Linked DNA regions of Mus musculus: region 2 is linked to region 1. Evidence: chromatin contacts called from public Hi-C data. All regions are on one chromosome and are shown on one strand. Each heading gives the region's core, a stretch centred on a gene start, on an enhancer-like site or on the middle of the called end of the contact. The rest is flanking DNA. Distances are from core to core; before and after follow the strand shown. Region 1 has its middle 66 kb from the start of Gm8541. Region 2 has its middle 240 kb from the start of Fign.

What was found. Hi-C and Micro-C count contacts between places; a contact is called where the count stands out from the background.
Region 2: a Hi-C map of liver shows a contact between it and region 1, with 2.4 times the contacts expected there. The contact joins two enhancer-like sites. A contact is called at or near these places in 2 of 484 Hi-C or Micro-C datasets (cranial neural crest and liver).

The regions. Positions count from the first base shown.
Region 1 is chr2:63,506,041-63,512,584 of GRCm38.p6, reverse strand. No RefSeq gene overlaps it. Among named protein-coding and RNA genes, the nearest start is that of Gm8541, 66 kb to the left of the region's middle. Within about 2 kb of position 1,589, at least 3 of the 459 cell types and tissues checked have an H3K27ac peak or open chromatin away from gene starts, as enhancers often do. A contact at or near this core is called in liver, where this site is marked.
Region 2 is chr2:63,859,812-63,865,957 of GRCm38.p6, reverse strand. No RefSeq gene overlaps it. Among named protein-coding and RNA genes, the nearest start is that of Fign, 240 kb to the left of the region's middle. Within about 2 kb of position 4,742, at least 1 of the 459 cell types and tissues checked has an H3K27ac peak or open chromatin away from gene starts, as enhancers often do. A contact at or near this core is called in liver, where this site is marked.

The sequences.
Region 1 (6,544 bases), core at 340-2,839:
GTAGACCCCCTAACTACATAGCACACTATGCCTAATTATAAAAGATGAAGGTTTTGAAATTTGCATAATTGCAACTATTCGTAGGGGTCGGTAACATATTTGCATTATCTACTTATGTGCCACACCAACTCTTTTAAGCACCACTTTACAAGTCTGCTAAGTCAGATGTTTGTAGGTGTCAGAACATTGTCACCTACAGTGCTGGTGATGCCTTTTCCTGCCCATATCTCAGGGACCTGATGGCTTTCTAAAATCAATTTCTAGGTCTCGGTACTACTCTCCATTCCAAGTTTTTGAAAATAAGCAGCTTTTCTATCCACAGCTCTATGTAAAAATAGGAATGACATGTACTTCCAAATCAAGTTCCATATTCATTTATGCTTTTTATAAATAAATTATTTCATTTTATATAGTTCAGAATAATTAATATGCATAAGGGTGACATTAACACAGTAAAGGTACAGAGAGACAATGAGACAGTCAAGAATAACTGTATTTACTTTGTAAGCTAACAGAAATCCTGTATCTTAGAGAAATGAATCATTTTCATACCTACTACAATTTTAATGCCTAAATAGCATGTGAAATAATTAAATTAGTAAATGAAAAGGCAGGTAACTTAATCACTGTAGAGCATTTGCTAATAAAAATAATGGTGTTAATAGCTACCATTAATTTGGTAGCTTCCATGTTCAAGGTCCAAGCACATTACATATATTACTGGTAATTCTCATTAAAACATGGTAAGGTGGATAATTTACCATTATTTCATTAAAAGAACCTAGAGCCCAGAGAAATTTGATCAGTTGCCCAAGAGTTTATAGAAATTAAGCCTGGAGTTAAACCTACTTTTTCTGATTATGTTCTATAGTTTTCCCATACTTCCTTCCACCCCCAAAATTACAACTATATTTTATGAAAAACGTCTTCCTTGGTAGAACCTTTAAAATCTAGTTAATATGATAGATCATTGCTTTGGCATTTCTTTGCTGGTAGAGATTAGTTGTCCTCAAAATAGTATCAAATGCATTTCATTTATTTCTTCACTCAACTAGTACTGCCTCTCTGCTCTGAGCAATATGCTGTTATAGCCATAGTGGGGATATCAATTAGGAAGTGAGCAGAATCCAAGAGCCTAATAATAAAACACTGAACATCATTACAGTTGTTGTAAAGAACATCATAAAAATGAGTAAACAAAGGAAAACCAAACAGGGATTTAAGGAGAGAGGTCGGAGGACACATGACTGAATTCAGTGTTCTGACTTCTGGTATATCACTAAAATGTATGTACTATAATAGAATGAACTACACTTACCTAGTGCATCACGGGCTCTGCTGCCTTTCCTCTTCTCTCCAAGCAGAAGCCCATACAGCATTACCACTGCAGCACCCGAGAGCATTTTGAGTGTACTACTTTGCCATTAGGAAGTCCACAAGAGAGAACTTCTCTGTTCTAGTTTTCACAATGATATGTGCCATGGCTGGACTGCCTAGTGTTCACTAGGTATAAATATGTAGGGAAGTAATTCGGAAAGGAGAGATGAAGGGGGGAAAACAGAAGACAAGAACAGAGAAGGGCACTCTACTCTCACAATGACTCATGCTTTGTAAGGGAATTCTGGAGAGTCAGATGGTCCATTTGTTTTTCTAAACACGTGTAACTGAAAGATAATTTATTGAACCATATTGCCACATTCAGAAAGTAAATAGCATTTTTTCCACAAATTAAACAAGACAAGATGATAATTTCTTCTAATTTATATTACTAGAAATTTGTTCGTCAAGCCCAGTGGTCAAAATTGTCTTGGGACGTGGGGTTGGATTAGTTAGCTGCTGGGAAGTGCACAAGGTCATTGACTTTGGACTTACAGGAAGTCACAGGCCTCTTCTTCCTGGTTTCTTTCAGTTTCTACTCTCCAGAGCAAACACCCAAGCTGTGTTTTCTGCAACTTGGTTTCTCAACATTTTCCAGTAAACAAGGGTGCAGATGAACCTCTGGTCAATTATGAACCGCTTTTAATTGTATAAAACATTTCAACCTAGAGAGAAAATAAGTACGTAAGATCTCTTCTTACCTAAAGATAGTCTGGATCATGAAGAGTGATAAAACCTTATGCTTTGATTCCTCAGAGTAAGGCAAAAAACAAAAACAAAAACAAACAAAAAAAACAAAACAAAACAAAAAATACCAACAACAACCACCCAAACAAGAGCAAACCTAACGTGTGTGTTCATGGGTATACACGTATTCTTGACTACCTGTCATAGAGTCACCCTTGGTGCATGGGTTTGCGTGATTGAGTCTTTCTAGCTGCAGATTTCCATTTTCCTCCTGTTTGTCTCTTCCCATATACATAGCATTATGACTGGCCCACTTCATCCTTGCTTTCTTTGGGAGTGGTCTTGGTCTCTAAGACATCACTTCCACAATCTCCTTGGATTCAGAGAACAGTTCATTAGGGCTGATCTCTTTCAGTCCCCTTTCTTTCTTCCCTTTCTGCACCTTGGGCTCTGGGCCTTTTTATTCCTCAGGTCTGCTATAGGTTAAGTCTAAGCACTTACATTCCCTTGCTTTTAACTCAGCCAGCACTGGCATCTGTATTCAGTCACCCTCCCTGTGAATAAATAAATTCAGATACCAGCCTCCAAAATCTCAGGTCTGGCTGGACAAACAGCTTGAGATGCAGCTCCTGTCACAGTTTCCTCTCACCTTGGAACAAAAAATCTCAATGGCACTGAGATGCAGCTGATTGTATCTTTAGTTCCCCGGTGTATAGGTTTGCCAGACTCTTAGAGGGCTACCATGTACCCTACAAACAATTAGCATTCAATAAAAGGCAAGTTATGCATCCAAGGGGCAAATTAAGGCAGAAAAAAAGTCTATGTCTGTGCATGGGGCAGCTAGGGGCTTCTGCAAGGAAGTTTGTGCTCTTTAAATGTTTTAGTCTGTCAGGAGACAGCTATAGTCTAGCCAGTTTGCGTTGCCTGGTAAGCAATTTGCATTGTTGAAAATTTTTGGTTATCCCTCTAAATATCCATGCTTATTACAGCAAATAAATAATTTTGCATAAAATAGGCTCCTTTGAAATTTCCCCAACATCACAGTTCTGTAAAAGCAAATAGAGCTGGCACTTGGGCACATTTCCTTTCATTTTCTTACAAGAGGCTTAAATAGAGTTAAGCTATTTATCTTCTAAGTTCACAGGCCATGAACACCCTGTAAATGTAAGTCTCTCCGTTAATAAGGTGGTCAGCTTTACACTTGTTTATCTGTTTTTGAATATAATATTTTATTCATTCTTTGAGAATATCACACAATTTATTTTTATTATTTGCACACTTCAACTCCTCTTCCGAAAGCCTGCTACATCCCTCTTTTATATTTGTACATTGTCTCACCTTCACATCCTCTTCACTTTGTGTTTTGTTCTCTTAATTAAATTGTATTGTTTATTGTTGTGCATATGGGTGTTTTGCCTGTGCACTGCATGGATTCAGTAGCCACCAAGACCAGAAGAGGTCATCAGATCCCATGGAAATGGAATTACATACAGCTGGGAATTGAACAATGGTCCTCTGGAAGAAGAGCCAGTGCTTGTAATCATTATGGCATTTTTCCATCTCCTTCTTGTTTTATTTTTAACAACCCTCCCAATTCAATTCGTACTGCCCATATACTAGTGGCATACTGAGGGGCTATCCACTAACACTGCACTGTTTAAGAAGTATTAAAGAAGAATTAATCTTCGTCCTTCAGAACACATGCACTGACAAACTTCTATTTGTGATGGAGGCCCATAAACCTCTATGTTTCCAAGTTAGAATGTAGACTGGTTTGATATTATGCAGATATTGTGTGGTCAACAACAGCTCCTCTGAATTCCTGTGTTCCCTAGTTTTAAATATCCCAAAGATACTATTCCACTATTGTTTTCCTTAATTCCTGGCTCTTTTAATATTTCTGCCTTTCTTCCATGATGCTCTCCAAGTCTTGATGGCAGCACTGGAGGTGATTAGGTGTCCCAGCTAAGGCTGAGTACGGCACTGACAACTTCATCTCCGTACTTGGACCAATTGTGTTTCTGGGTTAACCACCATTGATGCACAACAAACTCCTCCACTGAGATCTGAGAGCTGCAGCAATCTACAGACACAGAAAACCAAATTTAGATGGTGGTTTGATAACAGAAAAACAAACAAAAAAAAAAAGATGTAGGTCCATCCCTGGGGGCTGTGAGATCCCAAGTTAGGTTCTTGGCCAGACTTAATGAACCAGCTATAAGTTTCTCCTATGGAATATGCATTAAATCCAATAAAAAATTAGTAGGTTTTCCACATAAAACTCATTGCACAAACACACCTGCTATTATTGTAGCTCACAAGGTCATAGCCTGGCAAGACTATTGAGAGCCTCCCCCAGAAGCCTATAAAATGCCTTCCTATATCTTGAAATCTGGCCACTGTGGAGGAAGCTACCTTGTCAGGACCAATGAGATTTCTTCATGGCTGCTGACTAGGGCAACTAAAAGCATTGGGAGTAGCTTGTATTGTGTGTGTGGTTTGAGATGGGAGGGCTCTGAGATAACCTTATCGAAATGTGAAGGGAAATATTTCATATATGATATTCTTTATATTTGTCAATATAGGAGGAGAATTATACCATGTGGAGAAAAATTTAACCTTTCACGTGATATATCCCCCCGTACACAACACACACACACACAAACACACAGACACACACATGTGTGTGTTTGTGTATAAATACTATACATTATTAAGCTTCTATGTAGCGTTTGAAAACATCCTTAGTGTTAGTTATTCTAGCTCCTTTTCATTATTTTTTTTCATCCATAGCATCTGTACTCTACTATTTACTCTTTATCCTAATACCATATTTATCTATACAATTCACTTTATCTGCCTGCTCAGCCCTACTTGCCACATTATTTAGAGACCGCCACTTAAATGCATAAATTTTAGAATCTTCTACATTTATGAATAGAGTATCAATATGTGTGCCTCCATTTTACCATAAAAGATATTTTATGGTGTTTTTTCCTTTACCTACTCTATTATTAATATGATAGAATTTGTTTCTGTATATACAACTTGTTTCTTATTTTTAATTGCTGTAAATTGTTTATAAGGAGGAAGTAACTCAGTTTATCTATTAGAGGTCTTAGATTTACCTTTGAATAAAGAAAAAGAGATAAGTTTGCTTTTGGATTAGGTGGGGAAGTAAGGTGCTATTAATCACCTCATCTAAGGATGAAACACAAAGGAGTCTGTTAATAAGATTATGGTGCAAGTATTTTTGATACACCACACTCAATATTGCACATTGTGAAGGTACTAGTCCTAACATAACTACTTATTAACTTTGTGCTTTAATTAAAGTAACTATAGTAAAGTTACTTAAACATTTGAGTGTCATTTCCCTTATCTGCAATATGGATGTTAAGATAATGTCTATGGTTAATTCAGTTTAGATTATGGTAATGTTAGATCCTCTTTCTTCCTGATTATGAGTATCTTATAACACAAATATACCTTGTGCTACATCAAGGACCAGTTATAATTTTAATGCACACTGATTGCACCCTCCCAACAGTATCCATGGGAAGTGACCCTCCGTCTATGAACGTATTCTGGTTGCTGAGACAGAGACAAAGGAATTCTGGAGAATTAAAAAAAAAAAAAAAAAAGAAAAGAAAAGAAAAAAGAAAATTGCCAACCCATTGGTAAAAACCATATTTCTCAAAAATGTTGAGTCATGGTTGTTCAGATACCCAAAACGTTTGAAGGCAAAGGGGATGGAGGACTCACTCAATGCCTAGTAGTTGCAAAAATTCCACAGTCAGTGAACATTCTCCATAGCAACCAAATGATTTCCAAGGAGCTAGTCCTTCTGAAGGATTAAGGCATTTATTCCTTACTTGGTTGGTTATGTTCTGAGAACACTATAAACATGGAATACACACTAGCTCTTACTTTCTCATCCTCAGTAAGACTTATAAGGCTGTTCATTCGTTCTCAAAACTCTCTTCTTGAAACTTTTGTGGTATTATTTACACATCTCGCTTTTTCTCCAAATGGCTCATGATGGGCTCTTCAGTGTTTCTCCCAAGTCTGGATGAGCGGTGTAGCTCAATACCTTGCTCACCACACTCTCGGGACTTCCCTGAAATGAAGCATGGAATAAAAGTTGTATCTGCCGTTTGCTTGCCTGTATTTCATCTTAATTCACCTTGCCCTTGGCTATTGCAGGCTTTCCTGGTTCCAGGAATGCATGGCTTTCAGACATCTTTACTGTTTTTATCTATACGTATGAGCATATGAACAAATTAATTGGCAAAAATAGCACATTATTTAATATTGAAAGGAGGCAATAAATGAAAGTGGGATTTGGTGTGTGTGTGTGTGTGTGTGTGTGTTTGTGTGTAGAGACTAAGATAGCCATATGTTTCATCCTCCATACATCAATATATTGGGGCTACTTTAATAGTTTCCCATAGCTCTCTTATTTCACAGAGGTCAGCTC
Region 2 (6,146 bases), core at 3,493-5,992, 350 kb before region 1:
GGTTAGGAGTGCACAGTGGTAGCTAAGGAAGTACAATTTACTCTCTCAGATCCCCATGCAATCTTAGGGACATCTTAATGTCATGCAATGAACAGACTATGAATCTTAGAAATCGTTTGTTGTTGTTGTTGTTGTTTTTCATTTTCTTTGAATTTCCGGTACAAAACTGCCAAGAATTAAAGAGAGATAAAGGGGAATTATAAGGTTATGGTTTACTAAAAAACAAATTTTAATTCTAAACCGGGGTTCATCGTTTTCTCATTCTATGACTTCAGATAAATGTTTTGAAAAAGTAAGCTTTTTTGTTTGTTTGTTTGTTTTGTTTGTTTTTGAGGCCTAAGCATAGCACAGGACTTCAAGGTAAATGGGATATTAGGTTATATTGTATTATGTCTCATGACAGAACATTCTTCTAAAACAAAAGGAAAATTTGAAAGTGAACAATTTTTCTTTCCATTTCCTGGTAGCAATAGTTTGTGTTTCAGTACATCTTACAGTTGCCTAACACAAATGGAAAAACAGGAAAGAGGGAGAAAAAAAAAAAAAAGCCATTCAAGAACTGTATTCCAGAAGTCTCTGACTAGAGACTTCTAACCAAAAAAAAAAAAAAAAAAAAAAAAAAAAAATCAAGACGTTAAGTCCTCTTCATATGTCTTTCCTCACAAAGCTGTTTTCTTCTACTCACATAAAGCTCTATACCCACGGGGCACTCAATAAAAACCATGACAAAACCCAAGGCATTGATGCACAGAGGGGTGAGCTAAAGCTGTCTCATATTATAGCCAGTGTTGTTCAAAGTGCCTGGTTTCTTGCAGGGGAAATAAGCCATGGTGCTTGTAGCCACTTATGTTTTCTTGTTTGACATCTGTCTGGACTTATACTGTGGCTGCCATCAGTCTCCTCGAGAGCTAGTTCTTGGACAGAAATGGAATCCAACTAACTAGTTACCTGACTCACTAGCTGGCTAATTTTACCAAGCCATTTAAATAGCTCCCAGGCACACACCCAAATAGCACCCATCTGAAACAAGGTTTAATAATCGTGGTTTGAAGATTGGAACATTAAAGCTTTATAGTATAAAGTAACACGCAGCAGGTCTAAACAAGATGGGAAAGCTGCATGGATGAGCGGATTGTATTACCTCTAACTCTGACTGAATCTCTACAGTAAAGATATGCAAAATGTTGCCTTTGGAGACAACTAGGCAGAGCACATAGCGGGGAGGGATACTACATGATTTCTTGGAAACATATATGTGTGTAAGTTTGAGTCTACAGATTGCAATGAAAATTGTAATTAAAAAATATGATAGATATTATCTTAGTAATTCATGCATATTTATTTATATTTATATATGAGTTTTCAACATAACAACAATTTAACATTTCAATTGTTCATGACTGTGTAGCATGAAAATAAAATATTTAATCACCGTCATTTATCTTCTTTTCTGTAATCAAAATCTGGTGATTGAGAAGACTGTTTTGGTTAAAATACTTGCTGTTTTGGCACGGGGATATGAGTTCAAATCTCAGCACTAATGTAAAAAAAAGTATCTGTTTCCTTGTACTTGTGTGTTCCTCAGCCTCCTAGGGAGAGAGTGAGGGGTCCTTGAGATCTTCTGGTCAATCACTCTAGTTGGCATCATCAGTGCCAGGTTCAGTGGGAAATCCTGTCTCAAAATATAGAGTGGAAATTGGTAGAGAGATACACTTTGCATGTGGACTCCACATGTATATTAACAGGTCCATGAAGCTATTTCTCTCTCTCTCTCTCTCTCTCTCTCTCTCTCTCTCTCTCTCTCTCTCTCTCTGTTCCATTTATTTTATTTTCACATAAAAATGACAAGAAGTAGTTAAGCTATAACTGCTTGCTCTTTCATAGGAACATAGAAAAAAAATGGGACAAATCTTGCTTTTAAAAACTTGAAAAGAATCAGTCAGGGAATAAATAGAAACCTCAAAAAATTTGCGTATAAAGCAGCATGGAAATATCTTCAAGGGAAGGGCATTTTCCACTGATCTGTGTTTAAAATAGGATGATGTATTGTGACAAAATCTAAAATACTAGAACAGTCACCCCCCCTCCGCCCCCCTGCCTCCATTTTCTCTTCTGTATCCATTAGTAGTAGCAGCTTGCACTCCTGCTGGGAGCTTAAAACTTGTTATTTTCTGATTGTCCTTTCTGATATTTAAACATCCTGTGGCCTACAGTGTAATAAAACTCCCGTGCATTTGGTTAGTTAGCTTTCTTCATATTCCTACCAGAAGCAAAGGGCAAGGATTAGTATTTCCCATGACAACAATAGACTTAACATTCTCCAATGATATTAGGGATTGCGAGCCATGCCTGAGGATCCAGGTGACTCTAGCTAGGTGCAGGTGGTGCATTTGAGTGTTGGCATGGCAGGAGTCTGTGACAAGGCATCTTTGTCTTTTAGACCTCAGTAGAACCATGCTGATTTTAGCCATGGGAAAGACAGTGTAAGGCAGGGAATGTGGCTTTCCAGCTGTGTTTCTGTAACACAGATATTTACAGTCGAGGGAACTAATCCTCTTTGGCTCTTCTCCCCCTGTAAGGAAAACAATAACTGTGCCTTCCTAATACACAAGCCCGGATATGTTCATGGTGGAGTACTACATGTATTTGATTTGGCCTATGTTAACATAACATACCAGTGAGTGAAAAAAGCATACTTGGGCTTTGCTAGCAACTATTTACATATACATTTGCCTTTATTGTCTCAGGTCCCCAAGTAGACTCCCTGGTTAGTATGAATCTCAAATGTTTCTTGTTTAATGTCTCTAAATGCTATGCTGTCTTTAAGATGTTGAATATAGTTTTCTGAACCTTTGGAGCACCCATACCTGCTAACTTAGATTGCCAAATTAGGAGTTCCGGAGGCAGGAGCTAGGTATCATTCTCTGCCTGTACCCCGGAGTCTCGGAGATGTGCCTGCACAGTTCTTTAACCAAGGCTTCAATGGAGTTCCACCTGCGTTGCCCGTGATCTGGATGGTGCTTTCATCCTTTACTCTCACATTTGCCTTGAACTCTGTTAAACTGAAGCTCATATAGCTGTCCCTGAAAGGTATCTGGCTGTCAAATCAACTGTGATGAGTTAGGGAAAGTTATGTGTAAGAACATTACAGGAGCATCAGGGTGATTCCTGAACTCTTATGTAGTTTGTGAAAGTCCTAATTGAGACAACCGCTTTCTTATGAACAGAATCTTTACCTTAACATTTCTTTTACCGTTTTTTTTTCTTTGCAGTTTTCACAGTGCACTTCTAAGGCACACAAGTGAGCATTGGCTCTTCCTTACATGCTACAGGTCTGAGGCAAAGGACTGTGAAGGCCAAACCCAAGCATTCATCTGTACACAGATTGTACACAGATCCCAGGCTGGCTGCTGCACGTTGGAGATAGGAACTCTAGAGATTGAGGTTTTTCCAATTGGGAGAAATAATGAGCTTAAAACAGCATATGTCTCTAACCACAGTTGACAGTTAAGTGATGATGGACATAGTAGACTCCAAAGGCGTCACTCAAGAAACAGGAAGGAAACACATAAAGAAATAGGGCTGTATATCTTCCTAGGAGTACACGCAGGAGAGGTTAGGGAATAGGCTGGAAACTGCCCGAAGTAGGGTGTGTTGCATAATGAATTACACCATGTAGCAAAAGAAGTTATTTCAGATGGGCATGAATGAGGAGGCAATTAGTTAGGGGGGGGGGAGGGATTAAACAAACTTGAAATTTTGGCCTAAAGTTGAAATTCTGGTGTGTTTCCTTGCAGAAATCAGTTATCAGTTACTAACGCCATCCTCTTTTGTATGATGAACATGGTCTAGTAAGATGAAGAGAGTGTTTACAGACATCAATAGCATTGATTAAAAAGTAAAAGTTCTGTCAAACACTAGTTTGATCTTCGTCATGGCAAACAGCCTGTTTGATGTTTTTATTGAATCAATTGATCTTTCTTCACTGGATTGATTTGTTGTTTCACCGTCATGTGGACACTTCCTAAATCAACATGGGCCCCTGACAAGATGTTTATGAAAACTTCTGACTTCATGGACATTTCACAAATTTGAAGACCATGAAACCATGTGAAACCCTAATTACAATGGATAAACAGAGTCAGTACTTCGGAGAAGGGTAGGTTTTTTTGCTTTGGTTTTTTTGTTTGTTTGTTTGTTTCTCTTAAAACTGACCTTGTGTTTTCGGAGCAGTTTAATTCATAGACTTATAAGCATTTTTTTTTCTTATCTGGTTTGAGTATGTACTTTGAATGTTGACCCAGCGATTAGATAATCCAAACCAACAAACAGAAATTGATTTCTATAGATTTGTGAAGATGGGGGCAGCTTCGGGTACAGAAGCTCCAACCACACCATTAGTATCTTTTCAAGTTCCAAACTTATACTTTATACATACTTGTGTGCCTCTAAAATCAATCATTAAACTTACTGTTCATTTCTGTTAAAATTCCTAGGTGCCCACACTGGTAATTCTAAAAATTTTACTTTCCCCCAATACTATCAGATTTACAGGCCTTTTTTCTTTTTTTCAGAAAAGTTAAGGAAAGGAGACAAAGTCCACTATATCCCATCTGTGGGAATAAAACACCAGTCATTTGGGTTGCAGATGGTGGAAGGAGAAGGCATCTTCAGTGTTTATAACAGACCTGGATTTATTGCAAAATGCTCCAGCCTATCTAATGGAAGCAGTGTTACTATTGACTGCACAGTGAGTATGACTGCACCCTTGGAAGGCTGTGGTGAGAGTCACCTACTGGGGACCATGAAGAGCCCAGAAGGTCAGTGACAAGAGCATTGGCTCATCAACTTTCAGCACACACTGGGTTCTTCTCCATCCAGATTTTCCTAAAAGATTTTTTTGTAGCCTTGCTCTTACACTATATCATGAATATTGCTTGAATGTCTCCTGTGTCATTAAATCACAGGCTCATTCATTCATTCATTCATTCCCTCAACTGTCTTAAGAACTCTACAATTACTTTGTCAATGATTTGTTGCAACAAATTCTTTTTCCTTCCCCTTATCTGTTCGACATAAGATGCTAAATATCTTTCTGTGTTTCTTTCTATGTTGTGTGACAAAATGCCTAAGAAAACCAACTTATAGGAGACAGAGTTGTATTGTGGCATAGCTTTATAGGGTTCATTCAGTGCCTTTGGTGCCACTGAGTCTGAACCTCTAGAGGCAGAACAGGATAGTGTCAGGAATATTAAGCCAAAGCTACCACCTTCGTCCATCTAGGTGTGCAGTGTATTCTCTTACACTGTAGTACCAACTCCATTACCATAGTCATCTCCTATTAGCTAACCCTCTCTCAAAATTTACTCACAGACACACCCTGACCTGAACAATTTCTTGAACTCTGGTTGCTCCCAAGTGCCGTGCCAACCTGACTAAAAGTCACATGACTAAATAGGAAGTGCTATTTCCTGTCACATTCTGATGATTCTCAGGTACTTCTAGAGTTGTATAATTGTTACCTCCTCAACAAACAAACCAACAAAACATTGCATATTTTTAGCTACCTTTTTTCTGTCCAGTCCACATAAGCACAACATTACATTACTGTTTCTTCTGAGTCTGTATTGATTTTGAGTCCTTATCTTTACCACAAACAAACATTTTAATCTCCCCAAACAACAACTGCATGGTTAACAGATGGCACTGACCAGAGTCTTTCTCTTACTGTCAATTTCTGTCTAAGAAGACTTCTCAGTCTCAGCCACTATCCCTTCTCTATCGCCTACTGCTTCCAGCTTGGGTCCTCATGATATTAACAAAGGTCACTAATATCCTTCTTATTAGTAAGTCCAACAGGATGTTAAGGTTGTAATTTGTGACATCCCTACACCACTGAACACTTACTTTACTTTTGTTACATATTTCTGTGTCCCCTCAGAGACTTTGTGTATCCTTGTAGCTCTACTTTCCAGAAAGAGAATACATTAAGAGAAAATAGAAAGAGCTTGGATATCTACTTTAATCCTATTTGTTTCTTCTAGTGAAAATCTATGTGTTAGATATACATTTCAATTTATTTAACCGCAATTTCACTGCAAAATAGGGATATTAATACCTATTGCATAAAATACACAAGAAACAAA